Linked DNA regions of Xenopus laevis: region 1 is linked to region 2. The links are chromatin contacts, called in public Hi-C maps. All regions are on one chromosome and are shown on one strand. The core of a region is the stretch at or near the end of the contact, and the rest is flanking DNA. Distances in the headings are between cores, read along the strand shown. Region 1 has its middle 5.3 kb from the start of coq8a.S. Region 2 overlaps coq8a.S (coenzyme Q8A S homeolog).

Region 1 (5,730 bases), core at 2,707-5,206, 53 kb after region 2:
TAAGTGCACCCTACAACAGAGGCTGCTTCACGGAGTGCAGGACCTGAGATAAGGGAAGGGGGTGTGTCGGGTGGAAAATACAGCCAAGGAAATAAACTTAGCTTGGTAAATATTTGGAGTAACGAAAACACTGCAGTGAATGACATCCCCCAATTCATTCAAGTCACTACTCTTTGGCTTTTATGTTAGAAGGCCTGGCTCCCTCCAAGTCTTGTGCCCTAGGCACGTGCCTATTCTGCCAAACTCTAGTTCTGGCCCTGCCTGATGCAAATAGAAAATGCTGCTAGTTTGGGGAAAGTAATGATAATGGGGGATTTTAATTACCCAGATATTGACTGGAACAACAGTACTGCCAGGACAGTTAATGGGAACAAGTTAAACTTTTATGGCACAAGTTGTTGATGAGCCATCTAGAAAAAATGCTATACTGGATCTAGTGATCTCTAATGACCCAGTACGTATAGCAAATGTGCAAGTGATTGAATCAATAATGTGATCTAATTTAATGTCTGATACAAAAAAGGAATTTACACTGTGGCAACAAAAACCCCTGAATTTCAAAAAAGACAACTTTAATGCCTTGAGGGTTGCCCTTCAGAGCATAGATTGGGGCATTATGTTTTCAGCTAAAAAACACAGAACAGAAATGGTTCTCATTTAAAACAATGGTAAATTGTCACTGTTCTCAATTTATTCTCTTAAGATGTAAATGTAGAAGCACCAAGAATCACCCTATGTCGCTTAATATAGAAGGAAAGAAGTTAATAGGAAAGAAGAGAAAGGTATTTAAATATTACAAGTCTGTGAGGACAGAAGCAGCATTTAATGAATATAAACGCTATAAGAAATGATGTAAAAACACAATTCTGTAGGAAAAGAGGAGAGCATTGCTGCTGAGGCTAAGTAGAATCCCAAAAAGTGTTTTACGTATTTTAATCGTAAAAAGATGCAGGTTGAGAGTGTTGTTCCTTTAAATTATGGTATCAGTATGGTTGTAACCGATACAGAAAAGGCAAATGTGCTAAATTTGTTCTTTTCTTCAGTGTATACAATAGAGGAGTCAGAGTTCCCAGGCTCACTTCATAGTTGTAATGTAGGCTCAGCTCAATCTAGTTAGTGGCTGATTCAGTATTTGGTTCATAAAGTTTTAATAAAAATTAATGTGAGAGGTTCTAAGAGAGCTTAGTTCAGTTTTAGACCAGCCCCTATTTCTGATTTTTTCAGATTCGCTTTCATCTGATATGGTACCAATGGATTGGAGGAAAGCTGATGTTATTCCAATATTTAAAAAGGGATTACTACTATCTCAGCCTGGCAATTATAGGCCAGTATGTTTAACATCTTTGGCGGGCAAATTATTTGAAGACTTGTTAAGGGATCACATTCAAAATGTCCTAGTGAAAGGCATTATGAGCAGCAATCAGCATGGCTTTATGAAGGATAGGTTATGTCAGATAAAATTGATTGCTTTTTATGATGAGGTAAGTAAGATGCTGAACAGTGGGGGGGCAGTAGATGTGATCTATTTGGATTTTGCCAAAGTGTATGATACTGTGCCCCACAAACGACTGCTTTCTAAACTAAGGTCTGTTGGGCTTAATGAAGTTGTTTGAACATGGATAGGAAACTGGCTACAGGATCGGGTACAGAGGGTGGTTGTTAATGGTACATTCTCTACTTGGAGTAAGGTTCTTAGTGGGGTCCCTCAGGGCTCTGAATTGAGCCCACTTTTATTTGACTTGTTCATTAATGACTTTGGGGAGGGTATTGTAAGTAATGTATCAGTGTTTGCAGATGACACAAAACTATCCAGCCCAATTTATTCCATCTAGGATGTGGCATCCTTGCAACAGGATCTTGACAAACTGCCAATATGGGCAGCTAAGTGGCAAATGAGATTCAAAATGTAAAGTCATGCACCTGGGATGTAAAAATATCCACTTATACCCTTAATGGGACTGCACTAGGCAAATCCATAATGGAAAAGGACCTTGGAGTCCATGTAGATACTAAACTTGGCTGTAACAAGCAATGCCAGTCGGCAGCATCAAGGGCAAATCAGGTCTTGAGCTGTATTAAAAGGGGCAGAGATTCACAAAAGGAGGGAGTTATTCTTCCACTGTATAGAGCACTATTAAAGGAAAAGGAAAAGTTAAAACTAAGTAATCCTTATCAGAAAGGTCCATCTAAATATACCAGTAAACCCCCAAAGTGGTGCTGCTCTGAGTCCCCTGTCAAAAGAAACACAGCATTTCTTTCCTTCTATTGTGTACTCATGGGCTTCTGTATCAGACTTCCTGTTTTCAGTTTTAACCTCATTGCCCTGGGCAAGAGCATGCTCAGTTTGCTTCTCTTCCCCCCCCCTCCCTTCTTTACTGTAATCTGAGCCCAGAGCAGGGAGAGACTCAGGCAGGAAGTGATGTCACACCATGTTAATACAGCAGCTCCTATCCTAAACAAACAGAGAGTTTCTAGAGCTTTTTACTCAGGTATGGTAAAGCATTCTACAGAATAAATATAGCATTCTAGCTTGCACTATTACAGCTAGTCTATTGGCAATAAAATCCCTCCGTAACTTTCCTTCTCCTTTAAGGCCCCATCTAGAATATGCCGTACAGTTTTAGTCTCCATCACTCAAACAGGACATTATTGTATTAGAGAGGGTACAGAGAAGGGCAACTAAGCTGGTAAAAGGTATGGAAAATCTTAGCTATGAGGAAAGACTGGCCAAGTTGGGGATGTTCATGCTGGAGAAGAGGTGCTTAATGGAGAAACGAACCCTTGATAAAAAAAAGCCCTACCCTCCTATCCCCCAGCCTAGCTTCCCCCCCCTCCATGCAGATTCTGTTGAGCGGAGTTCACGGCAGCCATATTATTATCTTCAGTAATCTTCAGAATGAGAAAAGGCGAATCGGCGCATGTGCAGTTGGAGCAATTTTCTGTTTCGTGACAACTGCGCGTGCACCAAAACAGACGAAAATTGGAGTAAAAATGTGGGAAATCGGCAGAAATCGGGTGCATGCTTATGAGTGAAGGGAGATCAGGGGACAGGGTCCAAAAAAATAGGGGAGGTTGACATATCTGCATTGTGAGAAGTGCAATGTCTGACTGGGCCGTCAGGACATGGACAAACAACCCAGTGGGCCCAGGACCTCGTTGGCCCAGCTGACTCAGACCTGCACGTCTGTGGAAACTGCATGTTTACCTGCCCTCCTGTGGGGGCTGGGGGGTTGTGTGGGCCCCTGAGGTGGCAGCCTCTGGACCCCCGCAGTCTGACACTGGAGAAGTCTCTACTTTGGTTTATGGTTAAAAATCCATGTATTTTGTGCAATGATGCCACCTTAGGCCTCAGTATTTACTAGTAATATCTAGTTTAGACTTTTTAAGTTCAAACCCCATGTATGGTTGTCACCTGACCTGTTATTTACTGGCCTGGCTGTTAAACTCCTGAAATGAGTACAAATAAGCAGGAAAGTATCTGTATTCCAGTCATAGTTTCAAGAATATCCAGCAATAAATACATATATACCCCAAATTTTATTCTAACTGATCCTAAGCTGGAGTATCGGAATATCAGGGAGACTAATGGCCCTAACTGGCTTTCAGGCTGAGCTTTACCTTTTCACTCCACCAAGTCTATTCTCACAATTAGACAGCCGATAAGGAAATACAATACAAGTGAAAACACTTGCACCAGTGCAGCAACCCAAAGCAAACAGTTTTTTCTTTTACACGTGGTAGACTGGTTTTTATACATGCAATGGCACATTGGCCAAGTATAAGCGTATGAATTGTATATGGATCTGTAAATGCAACAGTAAGTGAAGTATAATAACATTTGTGCTGGTTGGACAGAGGGAAGTTCATGAGCCACGCTATGTAGCAAGACTTCCAGGTTGCGCAAGATTTGGCAGGGGCGCTACCCTGAAAAAAACAGATAACAGTGGCGTTACAGAGAGGCTGTTGTGTACAGTGTTATAGGAGGGACTCTGACATGCTGCTGTTGGTTTATACCCTGCCAGGCATTGTGTTACTGCCCTGGCCTCCTTCCTCTTCAGTGGACACTAGAATAAGGACATATCTGTCCATTTTTCTCATCTTAGGGCAGGGGTCCCCAACTTTTTTTTATTATCCATGAGCCACATTCAAATGAAAAAAGAGTTGGGGAGCAACACAAGCATAAAAAAAGTTCCTGGTGCTATGATTGCCTATTATGTAGCCCCAATGTGGACTTGCAGTCTATAGGCGGCTCTGTTTGACAGTACACATGGTTTTTTTGTAACTAAAACTTGTCTCCAAGCCTGGAATCCAAAAATAAGCACCTGCTTTGATGACACTGGGAGCAACATCCAATAGGCTTTTGAGCAACAGGCTGCAGGGAAAGGCTGTGACTTAAAAGGGGACCTGTCACCCACACAGAAAAAGCTGTATGATAAAATTCCAAATGTTTATTAAAGGAGAAGGAAAGTCTTCTTCCACTTGGGGGCGCCAAATGTTAGGCACCCCCCTAAGTGATTGTATTTACTTACCTCAAACCCCAGGCTGGGGTTCTTCCAGTGAGCACCACGGAGCTTCTTCCTTCTTCAAATTTCCCAGGGCAGACACATGTGCAGTAGAACGAAATAGCCGACTTTTTAGTTCAAGTTTGGCTTTTTGCTCTAATGCGTATGCACAGCTGCGAGAAGCAAGAAGAAGCTGGAAGAGGATCGCTCCGTGGTGCTCACTGGTATAACCCCAGGCCGGTGCAGTTTTCTGCTGATAGGAGCGCTGGCACCGGGGTTTCAGGTAAGTCAATACAATCACTTGGGGTGCCTAACATTTGGCTTTCCTTCTCCTTTAAAACATCCATACCTGTCATATATTTCACTTTCTATTCCTTTATTTCTAGATGTCATTGTCCTCTTCTCATTCCCCTCCCTACTCATGGTCTATAGTTGTTTATCCTGTGTATAAGCATGTGCACTAGGTCCCCATTCTGGCGCATACATAAGATTTTGTGGTTATACAAAACATCTTAATAAGTGTCCACAAAATAACACCTGCCTGCACACTGTGATTGGGTATTTCCAAGACTGCAGGAAGCAATATTTAAATCACTTATATAGTGTAAACCAAGTTTGTGTTGCTCAGTTAACATGATAGAAAAGGATTTTTAATCCACTTCATGCTATTGCTAAAATACAGTCAGCAAAAAAGTGAAGGAAAAACTGAAACATTTATTCCTACTATTTAGAATATCATAGGTGCAATTTGTTAGTACTTATTAGTTCGACGTGATCATCAAGAAAGAATACTATTCTTGAAAAGATTGTGCTTCCTTAATTAGATATTATTTCCCCTGACCTTCCATTCATCCAACAGTAACGTGATATTATCAATGTACTGTAAACATAATGTTATGCTGAACATGTGCACTGAGATAATCGCCAAAGAGTTTTGTTGCCTTGACTCTCGGAGAGATTAGCATTGATGGGCGCACAAGCCGTCCCCGTGGAAGTGCCTTGAATCAGAAGGTAGGCTTGGTCACAAAAATGTACAAACTTCTATATATTGTTCTATACATTAAACTGCTGTAAATCAATATACTGTAAAGAAAGCTTGTCTATCTAATATTTCTATTACGGTAACTGCTATACATTGAGAGTTTTCTGCTCCAGACAGTATAGTCTTTACTACCACATACAATAAAGTTCTTCAGAAACAGACACAGTTTTACATCCGCACATTGAC
Region 2 (5,674 bases), core at 1,037-3,536:
TACTTTGGTGTTCCATTAAGCTACAAAACCTGCCCTCCTCCTGTAATCAGTTCATCTGGTGGCAAACACACACACAGCATAGGGTCAAATTATTAGGTTAATATTTTGTCCCCTTTATATAAACAACCTAAGTGGCTACCACAAGGGGCCCTTGGCCACGGGGCCCACACAGTATCATAGGCTGCACATATACTAAATCCACCTGTGCTGCCATCAGTGTGTTGTAGTCTAGGCCATTGTAAAGTGTCTGTGCAAATTACCTTATGTTGCTGAGGGTCATAGAAGAAATTGGACCAGTTTGGATCAGTCTGCATGAAGCGGAACTCAAACAGTTCCCGTAGGCACAGTACAAGGATGTTGTAGCAGATCTGCAAAAAATAAATTTAATTTGAGAGGATGGTGGGGAATCAGAGAGTTTACAAATAATGTACAAATATGACTTAACTGCAGTTGTATGGTCAAAGTAACTTTAAGGGGGGCCACGTGGGACATATCTGTTCAGTGAGTTTGCTATTGCTCCTCAGCATTCAGCTCAGATTCAAAAGCAACAGATATGACCCATGTTGCCCCCCTCACATCACTGATTGGCTACTGCCTGGTAACCAATCAGTGGAAGCCAAGAGAGCTGAAAAGCAGGAAGCAGTGTTCTGTTAGACATCCAGTCATTCCAGCCTTTATACATCACATTTTGGGCTAACGAACTATATTAGAATTTTTTTTTTTTTAATTTGGAACAGTTTATTTAACCAGTTTTTATTTTTATACTGAACAATTCCTTTAAACGAAGATGTGAATGTATGCAGTAACAGTTAACAGCCTGTGCTTCCCTTAAGGCCCCCATACACTGGCTGATAAAAACTGCTGACAGACCGATCGGGCAGGGTTAAAAATCCCGTTGGATCGTTGATGCGGTCCTGTGATCCCATGCCTCCATTCTGATCTGATTGTTGGGCCCTAGGGTCAGGCCGAGATCACCCACCTCAATGTGGGCATATCTGGGAGAGATCTGCTTGTTTGGGCGACATCCCCCTGTGTATGGCCACCTTTATTCCGGCAAGGACAGCAAGAAGCAGCATTAAGACTATGAAATAGTTTTAGCATTGAGTATCTTCTATCCCATCGCTGGTTTATATCCCAGTCTGAATTCTTCCAGCCCAGAAAGTTCTAAATGTGTCCAGATAAGTCAGCGTCGTCATTTGTGGCTGAGGGAAGGGGCTGTGGTATCGGAGCTCAGGGAAGGCATGGCTGTTCTGTTATTAAGTAAATATAGAGCAATATAAAGTAACCATTCAGGATTAGAACCGATATCCAGTGCATGTTTTACCCACAACATCACAGGCGGTTGTTATAAGGAGTAAGCCAGCTCATCATCCAGATCCTTCCAGTATTCCCCGCTGTCTAGTTCCTCCCTCCCTGTTTACTGCCTGTAACTTTCCAGGTCCCTTGTGCCACATAGAAAGGAATCTATTTTTGGGAAAGCAGAACACGGCGGAGATCCAAGGTGGCAACTGTAATTTGGATCTGTCACCTTCAGCCAAGCTCTCGGCACACACTGCATCAAGGTCATCACAAAAACGATCCCATTTCTATTTCTGCGTGGAGGTTGGTCGGGTCAGACACGAGGGAAGGTCAAAGGAGGAAACGAGGATTTTAAAACGACAGTTTTCAAAGAGACGATTAATCAAATATACATTTGGTTTCAGGAAGCCTTCAGTGCTCTAAGGAAACTACAACTCCCAGCAGCTAAAGGGATATAGGAATGATGGCAACTGTAGTTCAGCAGCATTGAACTACACTGCTTGTCCGGAATATAGAGGTCTATGCTTTGGAGTAGAGCCGGGGTTACTCTCGGATCTCTCTGGGCAGGGATAGAAAAACAAAGCTATCCGAGAACCTGTTCCCGGGACAAAAAGCAATATAGGGTGCAAGAAGCATATTATATAACACAGGGATATGCAAGGGACCCCATACAAGAAGGTGGGATTATATGAATCAGGTAGATCCACAATACAAGCTGTCAGTGGGATGTTTTACAATACCATATGACTACTTTATATCAAGTTTCACTCATCGGCAGAGACGGGGTCCTGTTTAAATGCTGTTTCTGGCCCTGCTCTAAAAAAGCGCATACATGAAACAGCAGAGCTGAAGGCTGCATCTCCCAGCTAGATTAGTGCATATACAGGCTGAAGCAGGGTCAAACTGGGGGGCCCAGGGCCCACTGGGACTGCTGTCCAGTACCCCCCTCCGGTCCCTCTATTCCGCGCACGCATGGAGGTGCTCATGTGTGAACGATAACATGCTAATGCGCTGACTGTGCTGCTCAGCACACATACGCTGACAGTGCTGCGCAGCGAAGTAGAAAAGGGGTCTGGTCCTGCACGGGCCCATGAGGGTTGGGGCCCACTGGGTTTTTTTCCAGGTTTCCCGCCAGGCCAGTCCAACACTGGGCTGAAGGCTGCCTCTCCCAGCTAGATTGGTGCATATAGAGGCTGAAGGCTGCCTCTCCCAGCTAAATTAGGGCATATAGAGGCTGAAGGCTGCCTTTCCCAGCTAGATTGGGGCATATACAGGCTGAAGGTTGCCTGTCCAATTTAGAGAGATGTAGATTTACCTCATTGCGAGTCTCCTGGCTCAGACCTTCTGCTTGATCAAGTGGGAAGCCAGAGACCAACTCGGTGGTCAGGACGTGCCCAGTGCACAGTTCATCAATCACTCCGGGGACATAAAAGAAAGGATGGTCCTTCAGCAGCTCTCTAGGGTAAAAGCCAAAAGGCAGATCATTAAAGATGCCAATAGAACGTGTATTGCACGGTTACACAGTTACATACCAGTGTTTATTACAGAACATCAATAACATTTTACAAGGGGAGATGGAGAACATTAAGGGGCCTATTTATCATGCAGTGTAAAACATTGGAGAAAACATCACCGGTGATGTTGCCCATAGCAATCAATCAGCAAAAAAAAAACACCTGCAAGTTAAAAAAACCAAAAAGAACTGATTTGTTGATATGTACATCACAGGCGATATTTGCCTCCAATGTTTTACACAGCATAATAAATAGGCCCCTAAATGTATTGTTTTTTTTTTTTTAAATACCATTATCTAGAGTCATGCAGCAGGTTAGGTACCCGCAAAAACCTGCTGCACCCTGTAGGTTGCAGGTAGACTTTTCGGGAGCGGGTCAAGACGCGGGTCGGCGGTTCTTCGGGTTTGCGGGTCATCGTTCAGGTCGCAGGTCTTCCCAATAGCGCCTTTTACGCCTTTTTTCTGATCACACCTACTTCCAATGATGTCACTTCCGGTTTACAATGACAACACTTCCTGTTTCTTGATGGTCAGTGGGTCGCGGATAAGGTACTTACGGGTCAGGTAGCGGGTAAGTATGCGGGTTGCAGGTCGGGTTTAACAAATTGGTTCCGTGCAGGACTCTACCATTATCTACACTTCTCTATCTGGGGTAACAGAGCAGTCTAAAAGGCAGCCCATCAGCCTGACATAGCGGTGACCACGTTTTTTTTTTTTTTTCCCCAAAGCATTTTAAGGGAAAGGGGTACAAAAAATAAGAAGGAAGGAAGGAAAAGAAGAAATTCTTAAAAATGCATTTCCTAATATACAATCGGCAGTATATGAAGTCACATTTTAATCATGAACAGTTGAACAGTAAGACTCTTTCTATCCAGTTTCAGATGTTTTATTTATTTATTTTTTCCCAAAAAGATCAGCAGCACTCTCAGGTCTTAACTTTTGAGAAAGGCCTTAGGGTAGGCCGAAATGTAGTATCTAGATCCCTAGTACAAAAGGGAGATACACAAAATAACACATTTTTGGGTATCAGAAATACAGGTAGGTTTAAATTGCACACAATGTAAATATGTGATAAAGGGAAAAACTTTTGTACATCCAAGCACAGGAGAGATTGTGCAGATTAGAGGATATCACACCTGCCTTTCCCAATTTGTGGTATATGTTATTGTATGCCCCTGTGGTAAGATATACTGTATGTTGGGGAAACTGTCCAAAAAGTGAAGTCAAGGATTTCACAACATAAATCTACCATTAAATCTGGTAATTTGGCATTGTTACTCTCTAGGCATTTTAAGGAACAGGGCCACACGGGTGACCAGTTACGGTTCCTGGTGCTGGAAACAATACTTCCCTTGAAGTCAGCTGGGCTACAAGAATGTTGTGCTTATCTTTGGGACTCAAACCAAGTGGTGAGGGTCCCCCCATTACTGTAGGAACAGCCGGGAAACAGGTGTATATTAATTATAACCTAAACCCTAGCTGACTTACAAAGCACAGCAACAGAAATGAGCAGCAGCGACACCACACAACCTGCTACCAGTGCAGAGTTTAGATCTGCAGCTGCAGAGTAATTGTTGATAGATTAAAAATAAATACCAGCTGTGCCCCTTTCAAGGTCAGCATCTAGTAGTAAATTCCCCTCGTGTTATTTCAGCACAGTGAAATCTTAGCAGGGGAAAGCAAGCCGGTGTGATTGATACATCAGAAAGGAACATGGGATACTTCACACTCTGCAAATGAGACTTCTGAGAACTTCTTATCAGAAACCAGGAAAATCCCCTCCTGTGTGGCAGCATTTGAAGGAACAGCAACACCAAAAAATTAAAGTGTTTTAAAGTAATGAAAATATCATCTAGAGTTGCCCTGCACGGGTAAAACGGATGCGTTTCCTTCAGAAACACTACTATAGTTCATATAAACAAACTGCTGTGTAGCCATGGCGGAAGTTGAAAAAAGGCTATATGGCACAGGTTAAATAGTGGATAACACCATTATGTTGTACGGAGCTTATCTGCTGTGTAACCTGAGCCTTTTCTCCTTTGAATGGCTGCCCCAATTGCTACACAGCAGCTTATTTATTTAAACAATAGTAGTACTTATCTGTTATCTACTGTGTATCCTGTGCTTAAATGGCTGCCCCCATGGCTACACAGCAGCTTGTTTATATAAACTATAGTAGTGTTTCTGAAGCAAACACACCAGTTTTACCAGTGCAGGGCAACACTGCATTATATTTTTAATAATTTAAAACACTTTTTTATGATACTTTTGATGATACTGTTCCTTTAAGCCTGATGCAATGACTATGGACACACCGTCCCTACTGCTGCTCCTCCTCTTTCACTAAGCTGGCCTCTCAACCAGATCAGTTCCATTATAGTGTTCTGTGGGAAAAACTACTAAATAAGGGGGGGGCATGTTAAAAATGTGATTTATTTTCCCAGCACAGCCGAGTCTATTCACTAGATGCATCTTGAAATGGACCAGTCGGTAAAACAGTCACCTCTCCTATGTCACTCCAGAATCATTGTCTCACTAGGATGCAGAACTTACTTGAATTTTTTGCAACAGTCGGCCTCCCTCTTGTAGTCGCACTCCAGGGCCAATTCTCTGCTTAGCACTTCAATCAAATGCTCAGGAAATAGACCTTGGGAAAAGATAAATGGCAAACTCTAAATCAGAAAGGGTATCATGGCCTGTGCTAGCCCATAATCAATGTTTTAATACACTTGCATTTCCTTTGCATGGAATCAGTAAATATATAATTATGGCACACTGTGTTGGGAGAGAACGGTCTAGTATGATGTTAGCTAAAAACAGTAATATATGGCTGTATTCCATTAGCCGTATTTCATGAGTGCA

What was found. A called contact is a pair of places that touch in the nucleus more often than the background predicts.
Region 1: a Hi-C map of the XTC cell line shows a contact between it and region 2, with 3 times the contacts expected there. The contact joins two enhancer-like sites. A contact is called at or near these places in 3 of 4 Hi-C or Micro-C datasets (the XL177 cell line, the XTC cell line and animal cap).

What each region holds. Positions count from the first base shown.
Region 1 is chr5S:11,815,570-11,821,299 of Xenopus_laevis_v10.1, forward strand. No RefSeq gene overlaps it. Among protein-coding and RNA genes, the nearest start is that of coq8a.S, 5.3 kb to the left of the region's middle. Within about 2 kb of position 3,957, at least 1 of the 7 cell types and tissues checked has an H3K27ac peak or open chromatin away from gene starts, as enhancers often do.
Region 2 is chr5S:11,764,690-11,770,363 of Xenopus_laevis_v10.1, forward strand. coq8a.S (coenzyme Q8A S homeolog) reads right to left here. Exons shown (of 15, transcript NM_001097842.1): 10 at 5,366-5,459; 11 at 2,615-2,756; 12 at 261-368. Among protein-coding and RNA genes, the nearest start is that of coq8a.S, 46 kb to the right of the region's middle. Within about 2 kb of position 2,287, at least 1 of the 7 cell types and tissues checked has an H3K27ac peak or open chromatin away from gene starts, as enhancers often do.